Linked DNA regions of Mus musculus: region 2 is linked to region 1. Evidence: chromatin contacts called from public HiChIP or PLAC-seq data. All regions are on one chromosome and are shown on one strand. Each heading gives the region's core, a stretch centred on a gene start, on an enhancer-like site or on the middle of the called end of the contact. The rest is flanking DNA. Distances are from core to core; before and after follow the strand shown. Region 1 holds the start of D5Ertd605e (DNA segment, Chr 5, ERATO Doi 605, expressed). Region 2 has its middle 45 kb from the start of Gm34700.

Evidence for each region. HiChIP or PLAC-seq counts read pairs in DNA pulled down with a chosen protein or histone mark.
Region 2: an H3K4me3 HiChIP or PLAC-seq map of the 230-238 cell line shows a contact between it and region 1, with 9 read pairs. The contact joins the enhancer-like site here to the promoter of D5Ertd605e in region 1. A contact is called at or near these places in 2 of 39 promoter capture datasets (both in liver), 2 of 115 datasets of contacts at active chromatin or transcription factors (the 230-238 cell line and large pre-B cells) and 1 of 9 other capture datasets (liver).

Annotation. Positions count from the first base shown.
Region 1 is chr5:147,417,270-147,419,969 of GRCm38.p6, reverse strand. It overlaps D5Ertd605e (DNA segment, Chr 5, ERATO Doi 605, expressed), which reads right to left and starts at 1,350. Exons shown (of 3, transcript NR_033625.2): 1 at 1,269-1,350.
Region 2 is chr5:146,654,342-146,657,041 of GRCm38.p6, reverse strand. No RefSeq gene overlaps it. Among named protein-coding and RNA genes, the nearest start is that of Gm34700, 45 kb to the left of the region's middle. Within about 2 kb of position 1,416, at least 80 of the 459 cell types and tissues checked have an H3K27ac peak or open chromatin away from gene starts, as enhancers often do. A contact at or near this core is called in the 230-238 cell line, where this site is marked.

The DNA of each region.
Region 1 (2,700 bases), core at 101-2,600:
AAAATTGAATAAAACACAATGAAAGATGAGTGTACCCCAGGAATGTAAGCATGACTTGACAGTTGAAAATCAGTACCAACCATCACATTAACAGCATAAGAGAAGGCTCCAATGGTTTCAGAAAAAAGCAATCCATGACGTTTAATGCCCGTGTTTATTTGTTGTTTGTTTGTTTGTTCTAAGTAATAAGCTAGAGGCTAGAGATATGGCTCAGCAGTTTCAACTGTGGCTGCTCTCGCCGGGAACCTGCATTAAAGTTCTCTGCACCCATGTCAGGCAGCTCACAACTGCCTAAAACCAGCTCCAGGGGATCTGACAGGCTCTTCCAGCTTCCAGGGACACCTACACACACGTGGTATATTCAAAAATCAGTAAACTATAAGTTGAATCCTATTTAGCACAAGTTGTATCAGTCATTTCCAAGACACGGTGTATGTGTTGCTGAAATGTTGAAAACCTTTCATCTGAGCCAGGCGTGGAGGCGCACGCCTTTAATCCCAGCACTTGGGAGGCAGAGGCAGGCGGATTTCTGAGTTTGAGGCCAGCCTGGTCTACAGAATGAGTTCCAGGACAGCCAGGGCTACACAAACCCTGTCTCGAAAAACAAAAAACAAAAAACAAAACAAAAAAAATTGATAAAAAGATTCATTTATTCACTTATTCCTGTATGTATATAGGAGGAACTTTTTTATTTTGTTCCATTTATAAATTCTTCCTTTTATTTCCTGAGCTATTGGAGTTCTGTTTATGAAATTGCTGCTTGGACCTACAGCTTAGTGAGTTTCCCATTTTGTTCTAATACTTTCAAAATTTAAGATTTTTTTTAAATGCCACTGTTATGCGATTTAATAGAATTATGGAATTGTAATAAGCACAGCTGACACTAAGAGTTTAAGACAAATAAAACCATGAACTGTATGCCCTGGGCATCTGCTGTCCCTGTGTTTAACAGCAGTCGGTGTGATGAGTCGGTTAGAACTTCTAATGCAGTAATCTAGCATGTCAATCCTGACGAAATGGGAAATGAGCAAGCTGCCTAGTGAGACAAGACGTATCACAGAGCTCTAGGGTTGACTGAGCAGTCCTGCCTCAGCGAATAGGGTAAGGAGAAACAGCAAAATTCTCAACATCAACCTCAGGTCTTCACATGCACATGCATGCATGCATGCAACACTGTTTTAAAGGGTATTTAATTTGCTATTTTCTCATTGCTGTGCCTAAATACCTGACCAGAAGTGATTTACAGTAGCAAGGGTTCTATGACTTACAGTTTAAGAGGGGCCATGCCATGGCAGGGAAAGGAGCCCGCAGGAAGGATCGTGAGGGATCGTGAGGCAGCTAGTTACATTCATCAGCAGTCAGGAAGCCGAGAACAGGAAATGGGGCTGGGCTATAAGACCTCAAAGTTGGCTCCTTGGGAGCCACTTTGTCCAGCAAGGCTGCACCTCCTCCAAGAGTCATAACAGCGCCACCAGCTGGAGGCAGAGTGGAAACACATGAGCCTAACTCATTTTGTGTGTGTGTGTGTGTGTGTGTGTGTGTGTGTGTGTGTGTGTGTGTGTGTAGGGAGTTGCTGAGGTGGGAGCATTTGATATACAAACCACAGGAACTCATTGTGTGTGTGTGTGTGTGTGTGTGTGTGTGTGTGTGTGTGTGTGTGTGTGTAGGGAGTTGCTGAGGTGGGAGCATTTGATATACAAACCACAGGAAGCATTTCATCCATTTTGAGTTGACTTAGGAGAGAGACAGACAGATTATCTAGATCCCTTGTCCAAGTGAACACCCTATTTCCCCAACCCCATTTGTTGAAGTTTTATACAACATCTGTTTTGGGCATGGACACTTTTAACAAGAATCAGAGAGCTGGGCCTGTTGGTATATGTCTTCTCTTAGGGATGTTCTGTTCCATTCATACATATGTTTGCTTTCTGCATAAACCAGGCGAGTTTTGTTAGTGTGGTTCTGTAGTGTGTATGAAGTCAGGTATTTCTTCTTTCTGTTATTTTGACAATTTGGAGTCCATAAAAATTTTAGGATTTTTTTCCCTATAAGTATAGCCATTCCATCTGATCCATGAACAAAGTAGGTGTTTCCATCTTCTAATGTCATCTTTAATTTTGCTCTTTAATTCTTCAATGCTAAGTTTCACCTCTTTGGTTAAGTTGCTGTTGTTATTCTTGTTGTTATCTGAGACAGGTTTCCCCTCTGTTGCCCTGGCTGGCCAGGAACTCTGTTTGTAGATCAGGCTGGCCTCAAACTCACAGAGATCCACCTGCCTCTGCATCCCCAGTGCTGGGATTGAAGGTGTGAGGGAGGTACTACCAAAGGCTTTTTGTTGAGTTGACTCCTAAGTGTTTTCTTTTGGTTTCATTAGGGATGGAACCCAGGGCTTTGTACACAGTGGACAACTGCTTTACCACTGAGCTACCCCTGCATGTCTGGCTTTTTCCTGGTATTGTGAATGGGGTTGTTTTCTTGATCTAGTTCTCCATAAACTCATTACTGGTGTGTGAAAGATGTTGATTTCTGAATACTGCTGCTTCACCAGAGTTATCAACTCTACAGTCCTCTGGTGGAGTCCTTAGGGTCTGCTAAGTATAGAGTCATGCCTTCTGCAACAGGGGTGACTTGTCCTCCCTTTCCTGTCCGTATCCTTATTGTGTTCTCATGCCGAATTTGCTTTGCCTAAAATTTGAAATA
Region 2 (2,700 bases), core at 167-2,666, 760 kb after region 1:
TCTGCTTCAGTTCCTGGCTCCCTCAGTGATGAATTGTAGCCTGTAAGCCAATTACACCCTTTCCTCCCCATATTTGATCAATATTCTATCACAGCAACAGAAAAACAAACCAGGGTAAACCCAGTGTCTTGGGGGCCGTTGTCACTCGAAAGGGCGGATATGGTGCTTTTTGTCCAGGTATGCTTTGCAGGATTGCTTTTTTTCTGTTACTCACTGTAGCAGTAATAGTTAATCTGCTCTAACTCCCTGCTGGGGGCTGCGTGTGTGCTTCTCGGTACCACCTCAATATTGTAGATTCTTGAATGAAACACACACACGCACACACACACACACACACACACACACACACACACACAGCCTTATTTTTAATATGCCTGTCTTAGTTAGGGTTTTACTGCTGTGACAAGGCAACTCTTATAATGACAACATTTAATTGGGGCTGGCTTACAGGTTCGGAGGTTCAGTCCATTATCATCAAGGCAGGAACATGGCAGCATCCAGGCAGGTATGGTGCAGGAGGAGCTGAGAGTTCAACATCTTCATCTGAAGGCTGCTAGCTGAATACTGACTTCCAGGCAAATAGGGTGAGGGTCTTAAAGCCCACACCCACAGTGACACATCTACTCTAGCAAAGTCACACTTCCTTACTCCCTGGGACACGTGTATACAAACCGCCACAATGCCCTAAAAAGCTCAATGCTGCTGGGCCCCTCCCAAACTTCCACATTGCTGATGCCTTCCCTCTGAAACTCCTGAGTTACTACTTACTAAAGAACTATATCCCATCTTTGCTACCCCAAACGGGAGAGGGTCCCCTGGGTCTGCTCTTCCCTGGCTCTTCCATGACTGTGTGCTTTCTCTCCTGCAGCTCCCAAGCCTGATCCTCCTGCTTCCCTGTGGCGCTTGTAAATATCCCCTCTTCTTCCCTGGGTTCCCTTGCCTGGAAAATCTAAAGTCCCGCCTCTGTCTCCCTGCCCAGCCATTGGCCACCGGCAACTTTATCTACCAACTAGAGCCAACTAGGGCCAGGGATCCATGGCATCTTACATGCAGACGTGTGAATTCCCGTGTAATTTGGGAACCCAGTTAACATAATATAAGCAATACACAGAATCCACAACAACCCATCCTCCTGTGGATGTGTTTCCAGTACTACAGAGGCTCTGCTGGGACCCTTGCTCCTCAACCTGGTGTAGATTTCCAGGAATCTCATGGCTCAGCCTCCTCTCTCCCCTCTCTACTGTTTGCTGGGCTGCTAGCAATACCGTTCCGTGTACTACGGTTTCTCCCTCCTTCTCAAGCACTGTGATAGCTGGCACACAGGGTTCTTAAGCAGTAGCGTGCTATTTCAGTGTCTCAGGCCAGTGGGGAAGAAGAGACTAAACAGAGATCTGGAAGAGGAAGCTGCTTGCTTCCCCCACACCCCCCACTTCCTTCCTGCCCTGTTTCTGAAGCTGAAAACCACAGGGGCCATTTGTGCAGCTCTGAATCATGTCTTCCTGGGAAGCCTGGCAAGGTGGTAGGTTGAAAGTGGTTCTTGGAGACCCAAGATCGGGTGGGAGAGAAGGAGGTTGGGTTGGCGCATCCCCAGATTTGGGTTCTGTGACCCATTTCCTCTTGTCTAGAACCTTCTCCGCAGCTATAAAGGCCATTCCCTGCTGTGCACCTTGTGCTGAGGCAGCTGGAGGTTCACGGTGCTGTCTGAAGTGCTGTACACGGGCCCCTGGACTCTGGGTTAATGAAAGCCAGTGTCAACCTTATCCATTGGTGCTGTGGTTTGAATATGAGATGCCCCTAGAGGCTCATCTGTTTGGATACTTGGTCCCCAGTTGGTAGCACTGGTCTCCCAATAGCACTATTATCTGGTGTGGTGGGAGTTTTAGAAGGTGGAGTCTCACTTCAGAAAGTGGGTCCCTGGGTGTATCCCTTGAGGATTTATCCCTCTGCCTTCTGAACTTTGGGGATGTGAGGAGCTGTCCTGCTACCACAGAGCTGCGTGCTGCTGTGCCTTCTCTGCCTGGTGGATAGCATCCCCTCCAACAATGAACCCCTGAGTTGTCTTTTGCCAGACATTTGGTCACAGCAAAGGGAAAATATCGAATATAATTAGTGTATGAGTGAATCCCAGGCTGGAGAGAGACTTGGGTGCTGAGAAGAGTAAACTGAAGAACCGTCTTTAGAAGTGGGGTCTAGTGGGCTGGAGAGATGGCTCAGCGGTTAAGAGCACTGACTGCTCTTCCAGAGGTCCTGAGTTCAATTCCCAGCAACCACATGGTGGCTCACAACCATCTGTAGTGGAATCTGATGCCCTCCCTTCTGGTGTGTCTGAAAACAGCTACAGTGTACTCATATACATAACATAAATAATTAAAAAAAAGGGAAGTGAGGTCTAGAGTTTAGATGACTGCTCCTAAGAAATTATGTCAGGGCTCTATCTGAGTGGTCACAGTGGTCCCTGAGGGCATATGTATATGTATATGTATGTGTATGTGTATGTGTATGTGTATGTGTATGTGTATGTGTATGTGTATGTGTATGTGTATATGTGTATATGTATATCTCTCCATTCTGGTCCTGTGGACTCTTGAAGTCTTTATATACTTATTGGGTCACATTGTGGCATCTTAGCCACAAGGGGAAACCTCTCAAATGTAAAACGTTGACTATGTCTGTGGCTGGTGGATATGTTTCCTGCCATTT